Linked DNA regions of Pan troglodytes: region 2 is linked to region 1. Evidence: chromatin contacts called from public capture Hi-C data. All regions are on one chromosome and are shown on one strand. The core of a region is the stretch at or near the end of the contact, and the rest is flanking DNA. Distances in the headings are between cores, read along the strand shown.

Region 1 (5,201 bases), core at 1,014-3,513:
CTCGGCCTACCAAAGTCCTGGGATTACAGACGTGAGCCATCGCGCCCAGCTGAAAATATTTTTTTAAATAAAGAAAATGAATCCTCAAGCCAACTGCATTGTTTCGGTTGTTGATTTCAATGCTATCCTTGCTGGACTTTTGGTGGGAGTCAGAGGTCCGTTGCGAGGAAGCTAACCTCCCTGGGCTGGAGTCTTCGGGGAGGCCCGCCGGACTGCCCCGACACTCACCATAATCATTGAGGACTGTCCCTCTCAGGAGAGCTGCGACTGAAGGACAAGTGGAAATCCTCTGATCAGAAAGTATAAAACAGGACACCTTTTCAGCATCAGATTTGACTAGTAAGTAACCCCGGTCCTCTGGGCTAGGCCACCAGCCACTTCCTCAATGGAGGGCAACCAGTGTGTGAGGAGCAGGGCTTAGGAATAATTGGGTCACAGCTCTAAGGCTCCTTTCCTGACTGGGGTCGTTATTTCTAGCTCTTTGCCTTCCCTACCCATGATAGGATTGTACTCCTGAACCTTTTGTGACTGTGTGGGACCACGTGTTGATTCCAGCCAATGACAGTGCACAGATGTGATGTATGTTATGTCCAGACTGGAGTATTTGAATATCAGCCTGAGAACCTCCACACCTGTTTTTCCTTCTACCATAGGAACGTGGTGGTTGCTCTATTAGCCTGGGTGCCAGAGAAAGAGCAATGCAGAATTGAGTCTTCAGCCAAACTGTGATGAATAGGGAGTGAGACTGAGAAATAAACCTTGTTTTTCAGTCACTGAGGTTTTGGGGTTGATACTGTTGCACAGACTAGCCTATCCTGCCTGATAAACAAGGTACCACTCTCTGCTCCACCCTCTTCCTCTTGACCATAATACCAGGAGTATTTCAACCTGGGGAGAAAGGGCAGTATTTCTTAGAAGAGAGGGAAGCCCCATCAAGCTCCTGGCACGGCGTTGGCTTCATTGAGCAGTTGAGAACCTCTGGGGAGGTGTTAAACCAGCTCACTTGGGTTGAATTTTGAAGACCGCCCAGGACCAGAAGCTAACTCCGAAGCAGCTGTAGAGACTGACCTAGCACCCTGCTGGCATGCCCTGGGAGCCCAGGAGCTGGGCTGTGGGCTACCAGAGCTTTCTGAGAGCTTTGCCATTCACACCCTGGGTTGTTTGGCCCTGTGTGTGTGAGCTGGTGGGACTGCTGCCTGTGTGTTGAGACAGGAGGTGGAGAGGCAGGAAGAGGGAGGAGATGATTTGTGATGTAGCCCTCCTAAAGTCAGCTAGGCTGACTAAGCATAGCATGCCATCCTGGGTCACAGCCCTCCCTCCCTCCCTCCTTCCCTCCCTTCTTTCCTTCCTTCCTTCTCCCTCCCTCCATCCCTTTCTTCCTTTTTTCCTTCCTTCCCCTTTTCCTCTCTCCCTCCCTCCCTTCCTTCCTTTCTTCCTTTCTTTCCTTCCCTCTTTCCACCTTTCTTTCCTTCCTCCCTCCCTCCCTTCCTCTCTTCGTTCTTTCTTTTATTCAAGAACTATTATTGAGCATGGACCACATCCCAGGCACTGTGCTATGTCCCGGAAACACAGTGGTGAGTAAACCTATCATAGCTGTGGCCATCCTGTAGCTTAAGTTCCCACAGAGATGAGGCCAGTGATGTTGGACGCAGAGGCACCCAGCCACATTTTCAATGGTGGCTAAAGAATGCTCCCAATGACTGTGTAAATGTGTCCTGTCAGAACCATGGAGAATCTTTTCTGTCCCAACGCCCCTCCATGCCCAGGTAATAAATATTTTCTCCCCTCAAGGGAATCACCTCTTGTCATCTTTGCTCTTCTGCTTGGAGTTTTCTTCATGATCCTTCCTGGTAGTTACTTGCGGCTTTTTGCTATTCTGCCCTTTCCTTTAGTTCGTCTTAGTAGGTGGCCCATTTCTGACATTTCCCCACAGTCTCTTGGCTTCTGCCACATCCCATGTCCTCAGCCTCATAGCCCCCTTGGACTTCCTTCCTCATTACAACTAACAGAATTCACAGTTCTTTCCCCTGGCGGCGGCTGTCTTCCGCTCACCTAGCATCGTGGATAGCTCTGCTCCACATGTGTTCAGCAGGGGAGCTGGGCCGTGGCAAGCCTCCCTTCAAAGCTGACATCCTGCTTGTGTTACTAGTCTGCATTATTAAGAAGACCTCTTTGACAGTCAGTGTCCAGTAGGAGCCTGCTAGAGGAGAGAGCAGCAGCGTCTGGGTCTGGCCCAAGTCTCACAGCTGGAAACAAGGGAGGATCTTATCTCTGCTCTTTCAGCATGGCCTAGAGTTTGATGCAATGTGTAACGTGAGCCTCCCAGTCTCCTACCAGCTCCCCGGAGGCTGCAGACACCATGCTCATTTGGCTTCCTCTCATTCTTCTCTGCACTGCCACGCCACTACCGCTAACAGGCATTACCACGTAGAGGCAAGGACAGATGTCCTTGGCATGAATTCTTGTTCCAGCACTTCCTAGCTGTGTGATCTTCACTGTAGTATTTAACTCCTCTCTGCCTAAATTTTTCTCCTGTGAAATGCACATGAACTAGTACCTAGTTCACAAGGTGTTGATGATAAGAGGACCCACATAAAATGCTTATCCCCGGGTCTGTATCTGGGTTCTGGCAGCGGGTCAACCATAGCCCCTGGAGGGCACTTCCCACCCCCAAGCTCTCACTCATGAGCATGTACACGTTCCAAGCATTGTGCTGGGTCACTCACGAGTCACCTTACATAATCAACCACTCCACCACAATGCATTCATTGTGCATTGCAAAAGCATTTCAAGACTTCACTCTTGAATGTTTTGTTTTAACGTGACATTAGGTGACACTTTGCTTCATTTTGCAAAGAAATGTAAAATCTGCCTAGTCAATTGGAAGTGGAACTCTGTTCATTGATAATATCAATCAATTTCATGAATTGTTATTATCAACCAAAGAATAATTATGTATAAATAACAAGCCATTGTCTAGAACTTCAAATGTAGAAATAATTTTTAAAAATCAGGTTTCTAACGTGCTTACTGATCCTAATATCAGAGAAAAAATAAAGGTCCATTAATTTGTAATATCTTTTACTTGTTGGTAGTTGTTGTTTTTCCTGATTTAGGAAAGATAAGAGCCTAAGTTATTGAAGCTTTCAAACTTTGAGAAAAATATTTTCTGGAAAGGACTTGTGGCATCTGACATTGATGGGGTTCAACATGCTACACCCAAATATGGTACTTTCGCGTATTGAATATTTTAAGCTGAAGGAATTTGAAAAAAATTGCAGAAGCAGAAAGATCTCTCTGGCCTTCCTTGCCCTTCCTCCCTGAAGGATTTTCTGACCTTTCCTAGGAGCAGGTCATAAGACGCTCATGTAAGAGATGTGCTCCCTATACCAGAGTAAAGGAACAACCTCATCTCTGAAGACACAGGGACACAGAGAAGAATCTGAACAAACAGGCCTTGCTAAGTCCTCTCCGTCCCCTAGTTTATTACATTAAATTCTGCCCTTTTTGCCCTATCATATTTCTCCACAAGTGTCCTCTCTTTATCTATCAAACCTAGCATAAAAATACACAGATTTAACCATTTCTTTGGATCCTCATTTCCTTATGAAGACTTCTGTGTCATGTAAAACTTAAACAAATGTGCATGCATTTCTCTCTCTTTTTTTTTTTTTTTTGACAGGGTCTCGCCCTGTCGCCTAGGCTGAGGTGCAGTGGCATGAACACAGCTCACTGCAGCCTCGATCTCCCTGGCTCAAGTGTCAAGTGACCCTCCTGCCTCAGCCTCTGGAGTAGCCAGGAGCACAGGCATGCACCACGCCTGGCTAATTTTTTTTTTTTTTTTTTGAGACGGAGTCTCACTCTATTGCCCAGGCTGGAGTGCAGTGATGCGATCTTGGCTCACTGCAACCTCCGCCTTCCAGGTTCAAGGGATTCCCCTGCCTCAGTCTCCTGAGTAGCTGGGATTACAGGCACCTGCCACCATGCCCAGCTAATTTTTGTATTTTTAGTAGACATGGGGTTTCACCCTGTTGGCCAGGCTGGTCTTGACTCCTGACTTCAACTGATCTGCCTGCCTCAGCCTCCCCAAGTGCTGGGATTACAGCCATAAGCCACCATGATGCTTGGCTAATTTTTAAATTTTTTGTAGAAATAGGGTCTTCCCGTGTTGCCCATGCTGGTCTTAAACTCTGGGGCTCAAGCAATACCTCCTACCTCAGCCTCCCAAAATGCTGGGATTATAGGCATGAGCCACCACATCCAGCTGCATTTCTCTTTTTAATCTCTTTATTGTTTAGGGATCTAAGGCACTTTTCCTCCCCTACATCTTTGAGAACTTCTGTAACACTAGATTTATAACCTGATTTTCTGGTAAAAGGCATCTCAACAAGTATCAGAGAACTATCCAAAGCTGATGCATATTTATCTGAACTCCTTTATGTCAAATCTCTTATCATCATTGAAATCTTTAGTTTTATATATATATAAAGTATATATGTTATATAAATATATGTTTTATATATGTGTTGTATATGTTATATAAATATATACTTTATACATATATAAAGTATAATACATTATATATATTTTATATATATTATACATATATACGCACACATATATAAAACTTGGGTGTGTTTACTTATAAACAACACTAAGCAAAGTTTCTGCTGACAGACCTGTCAAAGGCTGGCTTCCTGAACATTACCACCAGAGCCCTTTAATAAGCAAAGCAGAGAGTATTACTTACCATAGTACAGAAGAGCAAACACCATCTAGGCAGAGCTTTGGCAATGACTCAGAGGAGAAAGGTGACATCAGAATTTCTTGAAAATTGGAAGTTTGTTAACAGTAAGATCAGTGGAAAGAGGAAGGTGGGGATTCTGGGAGGAGGGATACAAAAAATCTTAGAGTGAAATAAATGATTTGTTGATGCTTTCCTTTGAAGGGTTGAGGAATTTTTTGTGAAGTTTGGGCAGCGGTCCTGCAAAAGCAAAGTCGCGTTAATGTAGACAGTGAGAAGTGCTTTCAGCTCTTGGTGTCCAGGCTGAGTGTGGAGTAGATGGTCTTGATTCTCACACCTAGGAGAAGATCTGCTTCCCTGGGGCTGGGGTCCTGGGCACTTCTTTTGTCACAGGCTTCAAGTTGCAGGCATGTTTTGATTAGGTTGGACTAATGCTGTTTTGCTTTGGGCTGGTCTA
Region 2 (5,337 bases), core at 474-2,973, 63 kb after region 1:
GCACACTGTTACCAGCCGGGAGTCTCCTGCAGGTTATAAAATACAGCAGGGGATTTCCTCCCCTTTCTGAAAGCCCACTGGGTCAATAGATCCTGGGTTAACAGTTTTGAAATATTTATATATAGGGAAATCTCCTTAATTTGCACTTCTCAAAGAAGACCTGACAGAACTGATTTAAAAGAAAAGTAGAAGTACAAGTTGTAAAAAATAAAAATAAGGCAGGTACCAGAATCTTGTAATTAATCTACCCAATTCCTAGTACTTAAGACTTAATATTTAGCAGAGTTTCATTAAAGAGATTTGGTATCAATTGTTTGAAGTACAGGTACCCTTAAATAGTGCTAAAATACCTCTCTACTCTTACTAATTAAAAAAAAACTATCAAGTTGTTAGTAAGATATTTTATTCCTAGAGATGGGCCTGTGAAATAGAATTATCACAGACTCCACATCCTGTTCAAAGTGTTTGAGAAATATTTTCTGGAGAACCTTCACATGATCTCTGTATTCTGAGATGTCCTTGCTTTTCAAATAGTGGTAAACAGATAATATTTGTTTTTTGTTTTTTAATTACAGGACAGGTATTAGTCAGGGTTCTCTAGAGGGGCAGAACTAATAGGATAGATGTATATATGAAAGGGAGTTTATTAAGGAGTATTGACTCACACGGTCACAAGGTGAAGTCTCACAATAGGCCGTCTGCAAGTTGAGGAGAAAGGAAGCCAGTGGTGGATCAGTCCAAGTCCCAAAACCTCAAAAGTAGGGAAGTTGACAGTGCAGCCTTCAGTCTGTGGCCAAAGGCCCGAGAGCCCCTGGCAAACCACTGGTGTAAGTCCAAGAGTCCAAAAGCTGAAGAACCTGGGGTCCGATGTTTGAGGGCAGGAAGCATCCAGCATGAGAGAAAGGTGAAGGCTGGAAGACTCAGCAAGTCTGCCCTTCCATCTTCTCTTGCCAACTTTATTCTAGCTGAGCTGGCAGCTGATTAGATGGTGCCCACCCAGATTGAGGGTAGATCTGCCTCTTCCAGTCACTGACTCACATGTTAATCTCCTCTGGCAGCACACTCACAGACACACCCAGGAACAATGCTTTGCATCCTTCAATCAAGTTGACACTCAGTATTAACCATCACAAGGTCCTCTTGGAAAATAAATCATGGATGGAATAATAAAGGAAACCACACTTTTGAGCCATCCCTTGTTCTTAGTTGTCACCTGGCTGTAGAAATATAGGAGGGGCAGTATATTCCCATGAGTCAGATAAGAAAATGGTAAATTTGGATGCTTCATATGCAAAAGCAGTGTCTCCATCGATCCCTCCATGGGCAGGAAAATCACTGCATTGCTTCTGCCCAGAGTCATTCTCCCACCACTCCACTCTTGAGTTCCCTGTGACCCATCACATCCACCGGCAGGGATGGGAGCAGGGAGTCTGTGACTGCACACACCCCTTATCTCAGTGGAAGCCAAATGACCCTAAGAAGTATCATCTCCTCAGCGTTGTCCCCATTATCACCCTTGTCTAAAAATGGTATGCTGTGTTTGAACATTGTTTTAAAAAGGATTTTCTCTAGAAGACATACTGGCCTTTTTAGAAAACAGCTTCTGGCATGCACCAAGATATTTTGTGACTCTCAGCTCTTTGAGAAGGCAGTGTGTCTCAGAAAGCCAGCGGTAAAAGCGATGGTTGCTAAGGGAACAATTGAATTGCTGACACTGAGACATGTAATGTGACTGAAAACTCTTTTTTTCTTCTCCTGCCACATGGAAAAGAAAGCAGATGAGTCAGAGGTAATGGTGGACTGTCCTTTCTGGCTGTTACGAAAGCTGAAAGGACCTAATAGCCTCTTAGTTAGCCTAAAGGGGAAGAGCCTCCTGGTAGTTAAAATTGACAAAAGCTGCTTGCAAGTTGTGGATAAGTTAGTGAAGGCTGGGGCTGAAACTGTGACTCAGAGTGAGTTGAAAAGAAAAAGAGCCACCTACGAACGAGACTGACATTCGACCATAGCTGATAACAAAATGCAGAAAGCACTACCTAGTCATATAGAGATATATGTACCTTTGAACACCGTCTCCTAAATACTTTGAAATATTTTTTAATTGTATGATTCATTCACTCATCTACCATTCAATTGCCATTTGGGGGAGTCCTCTTTTTTCAAACCCCTTTTTTGAGGTATAATTTACATACCTTAAAATTCATCCCTGTAGCTGTATAGTTTAATGATTTTGGGGGGTAACTTTTTAGAGTTCTACATCCCCCCAATCCAGTTTTAGAACATCTCATCTCACCAAAATGTTCCCTTTTGCCATTCACAGTCGATCCTTCCTCTTAGCCCCAAGCAACTACTGATGTGCTTTCTAGTTCTATAGATTTGTATTTTCTAGAAATTTTATCTAAATGGAATCATATGATCTACAGTCTTTTGTGTCAGGCTTATTTCATTTTGCATAATGCTTTTGCGGTTCATCCATGTTGTACCATGTATTGGTAGTTCATTCTTTCAATGCTGAATAATATTTCATTGTGTGGATATATCCCATTTTGTACATCCATTCACCAGTAGATGGACATTTGGGTTGTTTTCAGTTTAGAGCGATTATGAATAATGCTCATATGAACATTTATGTACAAGTTTTTGTGTAGACATGTTTTCATTTCTTGTGGGTACACAGCTAGGAGTACAATTACTGGGTAATATGTAAGTGTATGCTTAACTTTCTAAGAAACTGCCAAACTGCTTTCCAAAGTGGTTTTATCATTTACATTCCCATCAGTAATATGTGAGAGTTCCTGTTCCTCCACATCCTCTATGTTTGGTATTGTCAGTCTTTTTGATTACAGCCATTCTAATGAGTGTGTAGTAGTATTTTATTGCTATTTTCTATTGCATAATTCAATTCAATTTCATAACTGTAATGACTAATGGTGTTGGTTATCTTTTCATGTCCTAAATGTTTCTTATTAAGAAAAATATTTGAAATAATACAATTTTGAAGGGAAAATCTGAAAACCATAAAGCACATGTCTAAATATTCTCCATCAGAATTTGCAGAACAGTGTTTCTCATTGCAAACTATGTGCATTAGAATTACCCAGAGTGTTTGTTAAACATTCAAATCTCCCCCAGCCTACAGAACCAATACCTGGGGTAGGGGCTCTAGGGCCCACATTTTAATTTTTTAAAATTTTTTGTAGAGATGGGGTCTTACTTGTTGTCCAGGCTGGTCTTGAAATCCTGGGCTCAAGTGATCTTCCCACCTTGGCCTCCCAATGTTCTGGGATTACAGGCATGAGTCACCACACCCATCCAGAGCCCACACTCTTACTACTTCCATCGCTGATGGGTGATTCTTATGCACACTGGAGTTTGTGAGTCACCTCCCTAAACCCAAGGCACTTTTGCTAGCTTGGTGACCATTGCACTGACTGCAGGTTCAAGAATCACTGTCTCAGAGATAAGTAACCCTGTACGACAGGGGTCCCCAACCCCGGGCCGTGATGGCGGTGAGTGGCGGGTGAGCATTACCACCTGAGCACTGCCTCCTGCCAGATCAGCACCAGCATTCATTTCTCATAGGAGTGAGAACACTACTGTGAACTGTGCATACAAGGGCTCTAGGCTGTACACTCCTTATGAGAATCTAATGCCTGATGATTTGAAGTGGATGATTTTCATCTGGGAACCATCTCCTTCCCTATAACCCATATGTGGAAAAATGGTCTTCCATGAAACTGGTCCCTGGTGCCAAAAAGGTTGGGGTCCAATGCTATAAAGGACACCTTTGCCCCAAGCATAATGAACTCAGTGTGTAAACCTTCAGGGAAAACCATTTTTCTGACTCTAGGACAAAATGGAATTCATCAGACACAATGTATGTAATCCTTGTGTCCTGGAAGTATACAAAGAAATGCAACAACTTTGTTCTTCCCTCCCTTATAAGTGGACTAGAGGAACACAGACCAGAGAATGTATGTAGGCTAAGTGCCCTGAGTTCAAATCATGAAAACACTAGTAATTTTTGACAAGATAACACTGTTTTCAGTGTTATTCCCAGAAGCAAGGTTTTAACTTTATCATCAGATCCACTAAAAGCTTGTCAGTAAATGGCTTCAGTCCTTTCTCTGCAGGACTATGGGTCTAGTGGCCCAAGCTGGATGAAGGCATCTTAATCATGTCACCAGGTCCACAGATATTTATCTGTTAAGGTTGGCTGACCTAAATGATTTAAAAACTGCTCTTAGACCCAGAGTTCATTATGATCAGTGGGTCATGCATTATGCATAAGTTTGTAAGTGCTTTTGCTGTAACACACACAATAAGAACAAAAATCCAAAATGCCATGACCACTATGGGCTTTGGGAGGAGATTTTACTTTGAAAAGAAGGGTTGGTGGCTTAAAGGGAAACACTCTTTGTACCTCATGATGATGGCTCCAAGCAGAAAGTGTTAATAAAACCAGAAGAAAAGGGTTCAAAGGGTTCAAAAGAGCTTGAAGTGGGGCTGGGGCTGGTGGCCTGTAATCTTAACAAGACACCGCTTTTCTTTCCGTAAGAAGTCAGGCTAAAAAGAAATCTTCCAATTTGTACTTCAAACCAGTTTTAAATACATCAGGAAAAAATACATATACACACAACAAACCTCCCGCCCAGACACCCTTCCCCTGGCTGGTCATTCTATTTGGAGGGTCTGTGGGTGGCATCCTGTGCAGCCGATACATCATTGTGCTACTTGCCATATCTCCAGGGACACATAGGATACTCACACGTGATGACAGGACAGGATGCGGACTCTACCTGTGCTCTTTGGGGGACCATTTCCCTACAAATGGCTACTTGGAGGCATTGTGAAGTAGGATTGCTTTGTAGGAACCCAGAAATGCCAACGTTTATGGAACTACCAGGCACAAATTACTTGGCACTGCAAATTGGAACAATTAGCAAACCTTTGTGATGAAGGAATGCTGAACGTGAAACAACTTGAGAGTAGAATAAAAATGGACCCATTGTTCTTTGACTCAACTAAGTGCACATAATATATTCAGTCTGCTTTTGCCAAACCATATATTTATCTCTGCTGTTTGAGAGTGAGAGTGGGACTACTCCCAAGGCCCATTAGCCCCAGCCCTGGCCCTTACCAACTTGGAATGAAAGGAACAAGCAGTTCCTTCAAATGGATGAGAACTAGCTCCATTGCACAATATCTTGTACACAAGTCAAATGATGCCAATAACATTAGGTTAGTTTTTGTAATGGCCACAGATTTTTATAGAAATCCGTGATAGAGAAATGGGCCATCTGAAATAATGCCATTTAGTAATGTGACTTTTTCCCCTTT

What was found. Capture Hi-C pulls out chosen DNA fragments and counts their contacts.
Region 2: a contact with region 1 is called in a capture Hi-C map of stem cell-derived neural stem cells, with 3 times the contacts expected there. The contact joins two enhancer-like sites. A contact is called at or near these places in 3 of 7 Hi-C or Micro-C datasets (induced pluripotent stem cells and stem cell-derived neural progenitor cells) and 1 of 1 other capture datasets (stem cell-derived neural stem cells).

What each region holds. Positions count from the first base shown.
Region 1 is chr5:102,406,143-102,411,343 of NHGRI_mPanTro3-v2.0_pri, forward strand. No RefSeq gene overlaps it. Among named protein-coding and RNA genes, the nearest start is that of BACH2, 110 kb to the left of the region's middle. Within about 2 kb of position 2,264, at least 3 of the 24 cell types and tissues checked have an H3K27ac peak or open chromatin away from gene starts, as enhancers often do. A contact at or near this core is called in stem cell-derived neural stem cells, where this site is marked.
Region 2 is chr5:102,469,763-102,475,099 of NHGRI_mPanTro3-v2.0_pri, forward strand. No RefSeq gene overlaps it. Among named protein-coding and RNA genes, the nearest start is that of MAP3K7, 120 kb to the right of the region's middle. Within about 2 kb of position 1,724, at least 7 of the 24 cell types and tissues checked have an H3K27ac peak or open chromatin away from gene starts, as enhancers often do. A contact at or near this core is called in stem cell-derived neural stem cells, where this site is marked.